Regions from separate parts of the Macaca mulatta genome. Here region 2 is linked to region 1. The links are chromatin contacts, called in public Hi-C maps. All regions are on one chromosome and are shown on one strand. The core of a region is the stretch at or near the end of the contact, and the rest is flanking DNA. Distances in the headings are between cores, read along the strand shown. Region 1 holds the start of EPS8L2 (EPS8 signaling adaptor L2). Region 2 holds the start of PNPLA2 (patatin like phospholipase domain containing 2).

Region 1 (5,815 bases), core at 3,280-5,779:
CCGCTGTAGGGGAGGGGCTGTGAGGGCAGGGCCGAACTGCACCCCTCCCTGGGGACTACTCAGAGGGTGAGGGTGGGGTATTCGGGATGGGCAGGGGGGCTCACTTGGTGGCACCCGGGCAGCAGCTCACAGCCCCGGACTGGCTCATGGTGTCCCGGGCAGCGGCCAGCAGGAGAAGGGCAGACCTCAGTGTGGCCCAGGTCTGAGGCCAGTGCCTGTCTCAAACCTGGGTGGAGAGAGGGGCTGTGCTGACAGTTCCTCCCGGCCTGGCTGGCGTCTCCCCTCCTTCCCTGGGCCAGAGCCCTGACTGGCCTGGCCTGGGTAGGGGTCTCTTGGGGGGCAGAACCCCTGCCCCACATCCCAGACGGCCCCACGTCCCAGTTGGCAGTCGTTCAGCCTCATCATGCCCCAGACCCTAGGCGCTCCACAGGGACCCCCAGAGGCTGCCTGGAAGGCTCTGTTGAGGGTCCTGGGGGGAGAAGGCACTTTCCAAGCCGGGCAGCATTGAGTTCAAGGCCCTAGTGCTGGGGGGAGAGGGGACGGGGTGGGGAGGGGGAGGGGAACATGCTGGGGGTGTTGGGGGAGCGGGTGGGGAGAGGGGGTGGGAGTGTAGTGGGGGGGTGGGGAGGGGGATGGGAATGTGTGGTAGGGGGTGTGGAGGGGGGCAGGAGTGTGTGATGGGGGTGGGGAGGGGGTGCGGTGGGGGTTGGGGGAGGGTGGGTGGGAGCTGTAGAATGGCAGGAGAGGTGAGGCTGGAGCTGGGAGTGGGGGTGGATCCTGAAGTCCAGAGGGAGCCCGGCTGTAGCTGCCACTCCTGCCCCACCCCAGGCCTGCACCCCAAGGGGCTCCTGCACATGCATGTGGACTTGCCACCCACGCATGCCACCTCTGTCCAGGCCCCAGCAAAGAGGCCAGCTCTTGGTTCTTTCCTGGGCCTGGGAGGCCTGGCTGGGAACAGTCTGTGCGGGCAGGAAACGCTGGGGTTCCCGGGGTGTGGCATTTCCTCACCCCGAGGGCAGGGATGTGGCCCCGCGGCCAGCACAGGACCCTTGGCAGCCGAGCCCAGGGGAGGGACTGGAGGGCGGGTGTGGTGGGGGCTGAGACCGGGAGCCAGTCCAGTGGCCCCAACACACAGTATCACTGCCCCTCCGACGAGGTAGGGCGGCTATGGGGTAGGCAGCTGGCGCCTCTGGCCTCCCCAGGGGCAGAATCCCCAGAGCCTGTCTCTGGGCTCCCAGCGCTGCCCTCTTCCCCGATGCATTTTGGGGAAACTAAGTCCCAGCTGCCAGGGCAGGCAGGTGGGTCTGATTTGGGCTGGGCCCTGGGGCCTTCCCAGGGGGATGGGCAGAGCCTGATGGCCTTGAACCAGACTGACTTGCCCCAAGGGGACTATGCCCTGTGGGAACCTGGCTGTTCTGTGGCTCTGTGACCAGCTCCCCACAGGTCCACACCATCCGCCTCCTGCCAGGGCCACAGGGCCGTCCCCTGTGGCTTCAGAGTTTGGGTCTGCCAGGGTGGGGGTCACCGGCCAGCGTTGCTGGTATGGAGGGTCAAGGGAGTGGCCCGCAGCACCTGGGACTTTCTGGTTTCACCAGGTCTGGCCTAGAGGGAGGGTCTGGGAGGCCCGGGGGCACTGCCTCTGCCATGAGGGGCTGGGTGCACCAAGGGGGCGTGGCCACTTCCTCTGTCTCTCCGTGGAGAATGTCTGGAATGTTCACGGGCTCAGTGGCAAGCCTGAGTGTTTGCTTAATGGGATTCCTGGCGGGGTTCACCAAGGGCACCAGGCACGTGTGTCCAGGCACACACCTGGGCAAGACACCAATGCGCCCTCGCACCCAGGCCTGCAGGCACACAAACACAGAGGGCTGTGACACACGACCCCCTGGGGAAGGCTAGGTTCCCGTCCTTCGTCCTTTGGTTGCCTGCAGGGTATGGGGGGGACCTCAGGCCCAGGCAGGGCCGGGCTGCAGTGGGGTGGGTCCAGGTGTGGTGTCTGGGTCTGAAGCACCTGGGTATGGGGCTGCCTCCTGACCCGTGGGAGCCCCGCCCCCCTGGGGAAGCTTCTTTGGCCCACTGGGGGTGGGGTCCAAGCCCTGGAGGCCCAGGCTGCACTTTGTACTGTGGTCATTTTCCCGGTGTGAAGTGGGGCAGAGCGGGGTGCCTTGTCAGTCAGGCTGTGGAGGGGAGGAGGTCCCAGCAGGGCAAGAGGGTAGAGAGACAGGCTCCAAGTTCAAATTCCAGCTCCACATGCTGAGTGACCTTGGGTAGGGGTCAGCTGAGTCATGGGGGCTCCAGGCTGCCCTCATGGGAGCCGGGTGGGGCCCTGGAATGGGGGTGCCCCTCAGGCCCTGGCCGTGTCCTGGTTTGGAAGCTACGTCTTGAAGGAGAAAGGGATAAGCTGGGGAAGCTGAGGGTAGGGAAGGAGACCCAAGCAGGCAGAGGAGGCCCCGTGGGAGCGCTGTGCCAACAAGGCCTGGGTACTAAGCAGGCCCAGGAGAGGCTGGGACCAAGGAGGGGCAGCAAGGGGAGGAGGGGCCGCGAGGGGAGGGGCCGTCAGCAGCTGGGCCTGCCTCCCCAGGACTGGGCACGGGGTGGGTGGGGACAGAGGTCCAGGCATGCCCGGCCCTGCCTCCCCCTCCCCTGCCACCAGGGACACCCCACAGCAAGGGGCAACGCCAGGCAGCTGGACCCAGGGACCAGGAATCTAGGATGGCCGAAGTTCGCCTGCCCACAGGCTCCTGCCAGCCCACCCTACTGCCTCACCTGGCAGGGCCTCTGCAGCCCCCGTCCCAGCCTCCCCTACCCCCTGAAACTCCCACCCCCGACCCTGACCTGGAGACTGACCCAGCTGGTGCTTCCCAGGCCACTGGCTTCCTTCTGGGCTCCGACACCCAGGAAGTGCCTCTTGGCTCCGGCCCACAGGGAGTGGGCGTGCGGTGCTCACCTCGGGAAGGTCCTGCGGCCCACAGAAGCGGGAGAAGCCTCCGTACCACCTGCGCTCTCCGGACGCAGGGATTGCCCCCACCAAGCCCCAGAGCTGGGAAGGGGCAGGACGGGGCGGGTGAGTCACCCATCGCTGGCTTAAAAATATCCTTGCTTGCCAGCCGCCGCCCAGGACCGACGTGGGCAGGCCGGGCTGCAGCAGGACCCGTCCAGGAGAGGCGGGGGCCCGGCCAGGACCCCAGCCCCCTGCCCCGCGTCCCCGGCCCAGCCGCCCTCCAAGTGCTCCGCGCCCTGCGACGCCACGCCTGACCCGGTGTCCGGAACCAGAAGCCCCGCGTCCCATCACCACTGGGGAAACTGAGGCCCGGGGGGGCGCGCTCCCCCGCGTCAGCTGCGCTCACCTGCTCCGGGCGCCCTGCGCTCGGCCTGTCCCCTCGGCGCTCACCCGTGCGTCCGTCTGTTCGCGCCTCGGCCGCGGCTCCCGGTCTCCCGCGGGCGGCTGGGACGCTCGGCGGGGCCGGGCCGGGGCGGGGCTGGGAGAGGAGAAACCTGAGCGACAGGTTGCGGAGTCACCAGAGAGCGAGCGGGCGGGCGCGCGGGGGAGGAGGGCGTGGGATGGAGGCGCCCCCGCCGGTCTCGGACCCAGCTCCGCCCCGCCCCCGCCCCCGCCCCGCCTGGGCTCTAGCCCCAGCCCTCTCCGCCCTCCCCAACACCCACCTGGAGCTGGGGCGCTGGGGAGAGGCGGGGCGCAGGGCCGCCTCCGCGGGATGAGCAGGACGAGGCCTCGAGCTCTTCTTTGGACAGGGCCTAGCTGCGCCCCAGCAGGCCGGGGGGCACGGGGGGACGCTGCCAATGGGACTTCGGGGGCAGCGCTGGCGTGATGCTGGGAGGGCTCCAGCCCTAGGGAGGTCAGAGCCTTGGCCGAGCCAGGTGCGCCCCTCAGGTGCGCCAGGCCTGGGGCAGAGTCGCTTTCCTTAGCGGGCCCGCCCCAGGTCTGGGGAAGCTGGGGTAGAGGCTTCGGTGAGCGGGTGGGTGTCAGGCAGGACCCAACCATGCCACAGACCTAGGCTTGGGGCTGTGAGCTCCCGGAGTGGGATGGGGCCTCCCTTCCTTACAGTGCAGGGGCTCCTCCAAGGCCCCTTTTCTGCCCAGCCTGGGCACTGAGAGATTGGGTGTCGGGGGCGGTGGGGACACCCGAGGCCCTCTCAGGATGCCTCTTCTTGCACTGCCCCGTGGCCAGGCCCCACCCTCTGCCCACCACAGGGGGACTGTCTGGTTCTGTTCTCATCTACCTGGCTCCCAGGATGGCCCTTCTGCCCAGCTGCTCTGACCGCTCAGAACAGGCCAGGGTGCAGCGGACACAGCGGGTAGCACCGGCTGCCACAGCAGTAAACTGGACAAGGAGGAAGTGAAGGGGCACAAGGCACCCCAGGCGCATGCAGGGACCCAAGGCTCCGGCTGCCGTCCTGGGTAGGGGTGGGAATGAGGGGGTGGGAATGAGTGTGGCCAAGAGTCTGGGTCCCCGGTCCCCGGTCCCAGAGGGGCAGGGCTAGCGTGTTTACCCTGCTCTGGCCAGAGCACTTCCTGGGGAGGTGCCACAGGTGAGCTCGGCAGAGGGGTGGCAGGAAGTGGCCCTCCTCCTTCGGGCCCAGTGCCTGCCCCTGAGCCCGGGCAAGGCCTGGCTTCCTGGTTTACGGCCTTTGCAGTTTGATCCTGCAGTTTGCATGCCAAGATCCTGCTCCATGCATGAGCTTGCCCTGACCCAGAGCTCAGGGGTCACACACACCAAACCCACGGTGCACCCTTGCCCTCACCCTCCCTGGAGGCAGAGCTGGGAGTGGCCAAGTGGGAAACAGGCGCTGGAGGGCACAGGCGAGGTGGGGGCGTCCCTCTCCACTCCTGAATGGGTGCCTGTCAACACGATTGTGAGTGCAGAGCCTGCCCTCAGGAGACGGTACAGGCTGGTCTCTCAGGCCCCATCCACTCCGGACCACCTGGAGCCATGCGTTCCCTGTGGAGCAGGTGACCACTGCCTGTGTGCCCACTGAGACTGGAGGTGTCAGGATCCATTAACCATGAAGGCAACAGGTCTCTAGCCTTGGGGAGGAGGCCCTTCCCTGGTCTGCATGGTTCATGGGCTGAGTCCTTCAGATGGCAGGCATGCCCAGCCAGTCCTCTGCCAGTGCAGGCGCTGGTGAGGGACGGGGCCCAAGGCGCTCAGGCGCTGGCGTGTGTGGTTCTGCTGCAAGGGCGCAGGGGTGGGAAGCGGGTCCTGAGGGCTGTCCTGCAGGTCAGCCTGCAGGTCCTCACCGTGGCCTCTGGGGGCGATAGGCAGGTCAAAGCAAGTCCGCCCAGGACAACCGGGTGCTCCTATCGCTTCCACGAAGACAGGCAGGAAAGTCTGTCCGGGTGCCATAGCCACCCCAGCTGAGGGAGCCCCAGTGGAGGCCCAGGACAGCCCCGCAGCCTCCTGCCCTCAGGAGTCCACCGAACGGAAGGCGCCCAGCAGCCAGGGCCCGAGGGCGAGGCCAGCCAGGAATTGACCAGCTGGCAAGCAGGGTGTGCTCTCTTGAAGGGTGGGAGAACTGGCAATGGGGTGGGGGAGGTGGCCATAATTAGGAGAATTCAAGGAGACATACACATCTCTTTTATTTACAAAATGCAGTGAAGAGAAAATATCTAGGTATTAGGATGTGATTATTCCAAACATAGAGAACACACAATAGAACCAAATGAAGGGAAAGCTACTATAACAGCTTAGATACTTTTTAAGGAGAACTTACAGTAAATCTGGGAATGGGAAAAAAATCACAGAGCTAGAATTTGTTTAGCACTCAGTGCAAAAGGCAAAAGTTGCTAAAACTGGAGTGGA
Region 2 (6,092 bases), core at 1,735-4,234, 110 kb before region 1:
CAGCTCGTGGATGTTGGTGGAGCTGTCCTGTGGACAGATGTCACTCTCGCCCGAGAAAGGGGACACTGTGATGGTGTTCTTAAGCTCATAGAGTGGCAGGTTGTCCGAAATGCCACCATCCACATAGCGCTTCCATGGGACACACAGACAGGACTGTACATGAGGGCCTGCGGCTGCACTGGCCAGCTCCCCCCACCCACCGCCACCCCACGCGGCCACCAAGGGCCCCATTCAGTGGCTATTTCATTTGGGCATTTTACCCACTGGGCATTGACTGTGGGCCAGCTTGGGCACTGAGCAGATGGCAGACGGGGGAGGGCAGGGACAGAGGAAGGGATGGCGGGGGGCAGGGCAGGAAGCGTGCATCGCCATGGCTGCTTCTTGAGTAACACAGGGGAAGTGGGGTAACAGGCAGTGGCAGGGCAAGGGCCTGAAGGATGGCTCTCGGCGGCCTCCCCCTCTGTCCCTCATCCCACGGCCCACCTCATGGAAGGTGCCCAGGGCTAGGGATACTCACCACCCCCTGGAGGGAGGGAGGGATGAGCCCACAGTACACGGGGATGAAACCGCTGCAGACATTGGCCTTCAGGACAGGGACAGAGTGGGAGAGAGTGAGCAGGGTCCTTGAGGTTCACACTGTGCCCACCCCCAAGCATGGCTCCACCAGGCCCCACCTGGATGAGCTCGTCCTTGGAGTTGAAGTGGGATATAATGACATTCTCGCCGTCCGACACGCGGGTCAGGGAGATGCCCAGGCGCCCACTGGCATGCTCATGGCTATCAGCTGGCAGAACCTTCAGCAGGAAACTGCGGATGATCTTTACCAGGTTGAAGGAGGGGTGCAGGGGGCCCAGGAACCGCTTCCGGGCCTCTTTAGATACCTCAATGAACTTGGCACCAGCCTCACCTGGGGCACAGGGCCAAGGTTAGGGGCCCGTGCTCCTGGGCTTTGCAACCCACCTTCCTTCATAGCCCCATGTCCAGGGTTCCATGGCATACAGACCCTGGAGGAGGCCCAGTGCATGTGGGACCTGGCTTATAGTTGGGACTTTGGCCACCTTCCCTGAGATGGCAGACAGCTGAGGCTGGCCAGCTGAGACCAGGACCTGCCCTCTGCCTGGTATTTCCCAACTGTCTGTCCCCATGAGTCACTGGGCCTGGTGTGGCATCTAGCCCAGGAGTGGGGACAAGGCAGAGACTCAACTCTGACCAGCCTTAGCCTTCACCCACTTGGCCAGATTCAGCAGTGGGGGGATGGGGCAGACCCACAAAGCCCAGCCCGGCACACAGGTCACAGTTCACAGGCCCGGGCGTGTTGGGCTGGAAGTAGTCAGGACCCAGTTCCTAAGAAGGCACACCTGTGTCCCACTGCAGCCAAGAGGAAGCACCCCAAACACTCCTTTTGGGCCCAAGGGTGCTGGCCAGCTTGGGGCTAGTCCCTGGAAGTGGTCTGGAGCGTTGTGGGAAGAGCTGAGGTCCAAGCCCCTCCTCCAGTGCATCACTCTTGTCAGGAGTGGGGCAGTGTGGAGGCAGGAGCTCCTCAGACAGCACCTGCTGCACTATGGGCTCCAGCTGTGCAAGACCACCCGTGAGAAGGAGTCTTGTTGGGAGCAGGGTGGGGAAGCTATGGGAGAAGTGTCCTTGGCTGGGGCAGCAGGGACCTTGATGTGTCCTGAAGCCAGGGGGCCGACTGAGGCGCTTGTCTGAAGGCCTCCAATAACAGCTGTAGTTATTCGGACCTGGGGGGTTCACTTCTGTGGTCCAGCCCCCTCCCTCCCAGGACAAAGTTCAGAGGAAGAGGGCAGGGGTGAACCCCGGACAAGCTCCTGCTGAGCAGGGTGCCTGTCATTTCGGGTGTCCTCACAGGCTAGGAGCTGGGCAGCAGTTCCCAGGACTCCTGAAGTTATGTGCTGTAAATGCTGCTCCTTCATGGCAGCCGATAGTGCGAGCCGAGGCCAGCCCAGCACACAGAGACCCATCCACTCCTGACCACAGGCACCAGAGCCCAGAAGCACCCTCACCATGAAGTGTGCAAACGCGGTGGGCCTCAGCGGGGAGCCAGGCCACAGGGCACCATGTGCAAGGAGAGGGCAGAAGAGCCCCTTCGCGCCCAGCCCTGACCTCAGCGGGGCTCCTCCTCCGGGCCCTTGGAAAGGACCAGGTCACGGTTCCCAGACGCCTCTCAGAGGCCACCCCCATGCCAGGCCCCCTGATAGCAGCCTGGAATTTGCAGAGGCCCAGGACACTGTGACCGACCGCTGGCACAGGGTGTAATATCCAGGGCCACGGGGTGACTTAGGTGCCTCCTTGGATTCTCACGGTCCCGCCCACGAGTTACTTTCTCTGTCCAATTAAGCAGCTTCTGCTGCACCTGCCCGTCCCCCAACCTTTGCGCCCGAGAGGCGGGCCCCGGGCACCCTCGGAGCAAAACAAACCAGGCCCCGCCCCCGGGCCAGCGACCCGGATTGGATCCTCGCCGGGTTCCCTAGGCGCGGACAGGAGCCCTCCCCACGGTACCCACCGGCTCGCCGCGGGGCCCCTCCGTTCACCGAGACCATCCCCCGGCCCCGCGCGGCCTTCCCGCCAGCCCCGCCTGCCGCCCCCGGCCCCGCTCACCCAGGCAGACCCCGGTGACCAGAGCCGTGGCCGTGAGCGCCCCGGCCGAGGCGCCATAGATGTGCGTGGCGTTGGCCACCAGGAAGGGCGCGTGCTCGCGGAGGCAGGAGGCCACGCCGACGTAGTAGACGCCGAGGAAGCCGCAGCCCGCGAACGAGATGTTCCACGTCTTCTCCCGGGGAAACATCGCGGCGGCGGCCGCCGGGCTCCGGGCTCCGCGGGCGGCCGGGCCTCTCTGCGCCGCTTGCTCGCCGCTCGCCGTTCGCTCGCTGGAGCCGGGAGCCGGGAGCCGGGGACCGGGAGCCGGGGGCCGGGCGGGTCCAGCTGCGGCTCTAGCGCGGGTCCCCGCTGGCGGAGGCGAAGAAGCTACGCGAGCGGCGCAGAGGCGGCGCTTTTAAGTGTGAACTCACGGCGGGGGCGGGGCCGGCACACGAAGACCAATCGGGGCGCGCGGGGAACGGCCGTGCCTTCGGGCCCCGCCCCCGTCCCTGACCCGCCCCCCCGCGCTGGAGCCCCGCCCCCCGCTGCCGCCCAGCGAAGCCTCCCGCCCTCCCTCCGCCCCTGCTGGGCACGGCTGGGGGCACGCGCCTACGGGAGCCGGGTGGGCCGGGCGCAGGCCCCCAAGCCTGGGGGCTGGAAGCCTCACACAGACCTGGGTACCCGCGAGAGGGGGCTCTGGTTTCAGGGCAGCCGCCGCCCTTCCCCACCAGGTCCGCCTCCCACACCCACCCGGGACAGAGGAGCTGGTCCCTGGACAGAGACTCACCGGCAGCACCCCAGACCTGAAAGCCGCACAGGCCTCGGGAGTCCCAGGACCCACTGGCTCACCCACAGACGGACCCATAAACATCCAAGGCGGGATGCTAGTCCCGCAAATCCTTCGTGGGGGACCCCAGCTCCGCAGACCCACGCGCCCTGACGTGGGGCCTCAGCCTTGTCCCGCGCCCGCGACCCCTCCGGACCTTGGCCTCTTACCTGGGTCTGTACCTGGGTCCCGCCCTGCCTGTTCAGGCTTTGGGGCTGTGCGCGTCTGACTGGGGCCGCCCCGCCCCCCGATAATTGCCCCAGAGGTAGAGCAATCCTGGGTGATGTCACCCTTCCGTCCCTTTTCCGCATTTTTCTCCTTGTCAGTGGTGCAAGCCGGGCTTGGTGTGGATCCAGGATCTGTCCCTGAACCTCACCCCACCCCCAAAGGAGAGGTTCTCTTAGGTTGGGGTGGGAGGCAATGAGATTCTGTCTCCCCAGGAACACTGGCTCTCCAGGCTGAGGTCATCTCTGGCCCTAGCTGTTGTCAGGGCTGCAGAGGGTCTGGGATGGGGCTTGGGGCTGCCCCCAACCCAAGCTGAGTTAGAGAAGCCAGAGCAGGGCCTTCCCAGAATGGGGCGATGTAGGGGGATGCTGCCCAGTCCTCAGCCTCCATGCTCCCAGACATCCCAGAGAGCAGTGGAAAGTCAACCCTGCCCCAGCCCTACTGGGGGCCGGTAGGCGTCTACATAGGCTGAAAATGAGAGGAGGCCGGGCACGGAGGCTCACACCTGTAATCCCAGCACTTGGGGAGGCCGCGACGGGCGCATTACAGAAAGTCGGGAGTTTGAGACCGCCCTGGCTGGTGAAACCCTGTCTGTACTAAAAATACAAATATTAGCCGGTCAGGGTGGCATACGCCTGTAATCCAAGCTACCTGGGAGGCTGAGGTGGGAGAATCACCTGAACCTGGGAGGCGGAGGTTGCAGCGAGCTGAGATTGCACTACTGCACTCCAGCCTAGGCTTCAGAGCCAGGCTCCCTCCACCCCAAAAAAAAGAAAAAAAAGAGGCTGGGCGCCGTGGTGGCCCACGCATGTAATCCCAACACTTTGGAAGGCCAAGGTGGGCTGATCACCTGAGGTCAGGAGTTCGAGACCAGCCAGGCCAACATGGCAAAACCCCCTCTGTACTGAAAATACAAAAATTAGCCGGGCGTGGTAGCACATGCCTGTAGTCCTAGCTACTCGGGAGGCTAAGGCAGGAGAATCGCTTGAACCTGGGAGGCAGAGGTTGCAGTGAGCTGAGATGGTGCCACCGCACTCCAGCCTGGCCAGGTGACAGAGCATGACTTCTCAAAAACAAAACAAAACAAAACAAAAAAAAACGCCAGGCACTGTGGCTCATGCCTGTAATCCCAGCACTTTGGGAGGCCGAGCTGGGCAGATCACGAGGTCAAGAGATAGAGACCATCCCAGCTAACATGGTGAAACCCCATCTCTACTAAAAAAATATAAAAAATTAGTTGGGCATGGTGGCAGACGCCTGTAGTCCCAGCTACTTGGGAGACTGAGGCAGGAGAATGGCATGAACCCGGGAGGCGGAGCTTGCAGTGAGCCCAGATCGTGCCACTGCACTCCAGCCTGCTCCATCTCAGGAAAAAAAAAAAATTGAAAAATGAGTGAGAGGAGGTCGCGTGGGGCACCTCAGGGGTTCTGGAGTGCTCCCCTGTGGGAAGCGAGGATAAGTTGAACTTTGAAGGGTAAATGAGCAGACAGGGCTGTAGGCCCTCCAGGCAGCCGACCAGGACAGGGGAAGATTGTGGGGGAGTGAGGGGGAGAGAGTAACTGAGCCCCAGGTGGGAGAGGGTCAAGCAGGGAGGACGTGACCATACTTGACTTGAAGAGACTCCTAGGCAGGGCGCAGTGGCTCACACCTATATTCCCAGCACTCTGGGAGGCTGAGGTGGGGGGATTGCTTGAGTCCAGGAATTTGAGACCAGCCTAGGCAACATAGCTTGATTCCATCCCTACAACAAAATTAAAAAATAGGCCGGGCACGGTGGCTCACGCCTGTAATCCCAGCACTTTGGGAGGCTGAGGTGAGTGGATCACGAGGTCAGGAGATGGAGACCATCCTGGCTAACATGGTGAAACCCTGTCCCTACTAAAAATACAAAAAAAAAAAAAAAAAAAAAAAAAAAAAATTAGCCAGGCGTGGTGGCAGGCGCCTGTAGTCCTACTTACTCAGGAGGCTGAGACAGGACAATGGTGTGAACCCCAGAGGCGGAGCTTGCAGTGAGTGTAGATGGTGACACTGCACTCCAGCCTGGGCGACAGAGCGAGACTCCATCTTAAATAAATAAATAAATAAGTAAAAATAAGTGCCAGGAGCGGTGGCTCACGCCTGTAATCCCAGTACTCTGGGAGGCCAAGGCGGGCAAATCACAAGGTCAGGAGATTGAGACCATCCTGGCTAATACGGTGAAACCCCGTCTGTACTAAAAATACAAAAAATTAGCCAGGCATGGTGGTGGGCGGCTGTAGTTCCAGCTACTAGGGAGGCTGAGGCAGAATGGTGTGAACCCAGGAGGTGGAGCTTACAGTGAGCCGAGATCCAGCCACTGCACTCCAGCCTGGACAACAGAGCAAGACTCCATCTCAAAACAAACAAACAAACAAATAAATAAATAATAAAAAATAATAAAGGCCAGGCGCGGTGGCTCACGCTTGTA

Evidence for each region. Hi-C and Micro-C count contacts between places; a contact is called where the count stands out from the background.
Region 2: a Hi-C map of liver shows a contact between it and region 1, with 3 times the contacts expected there. The contact joins the promoter of PNPLA2 here to the promoter of EPS8L2 in region 1. A contact is called at or near these places in 2 of 14 Hi-C or Micro-C datasets (fetal cortex germinal zone and liver).

What each region holds. Positions count from the first base shown.
Region 1 is chr14:603,548-609,362 of T2T-MMU8v2.0, reverse strand. EPS8L2 (EPS8 signaling adaptor L2) reads right to left here and starts at 4,529. Exons shown (of 25, transcript XM_077961555.1): 1 at 4,506-4,529; 2 at 4,236-4,409; 3 at 3,661-3,946; 4 at 3,345-3,492; 5 at 2,833-2,956; 6 at 105-226; 7 at 1-3. The coding sequence starts at 148. It overlaps TMEM80 (transmembrane protein 80), which reads right to left. Exons shown (of 3, transcript XM_077961634.1): 3 at 5,574-5,815.
Region 2 is chr14:711,421-717,512 of T2T-MMU8v2.0, reverse strand. PNPLA2 (patatin like phospholipase domain containing 2) reads right to left here and starts at 2,984. Exons shown (of 9, transcript XM_015113281.3): 1 at 2,617-2,984; 2 at 675-907; 3 at 518-583; 4 at 1-129. The coding sequence starts at 2,803.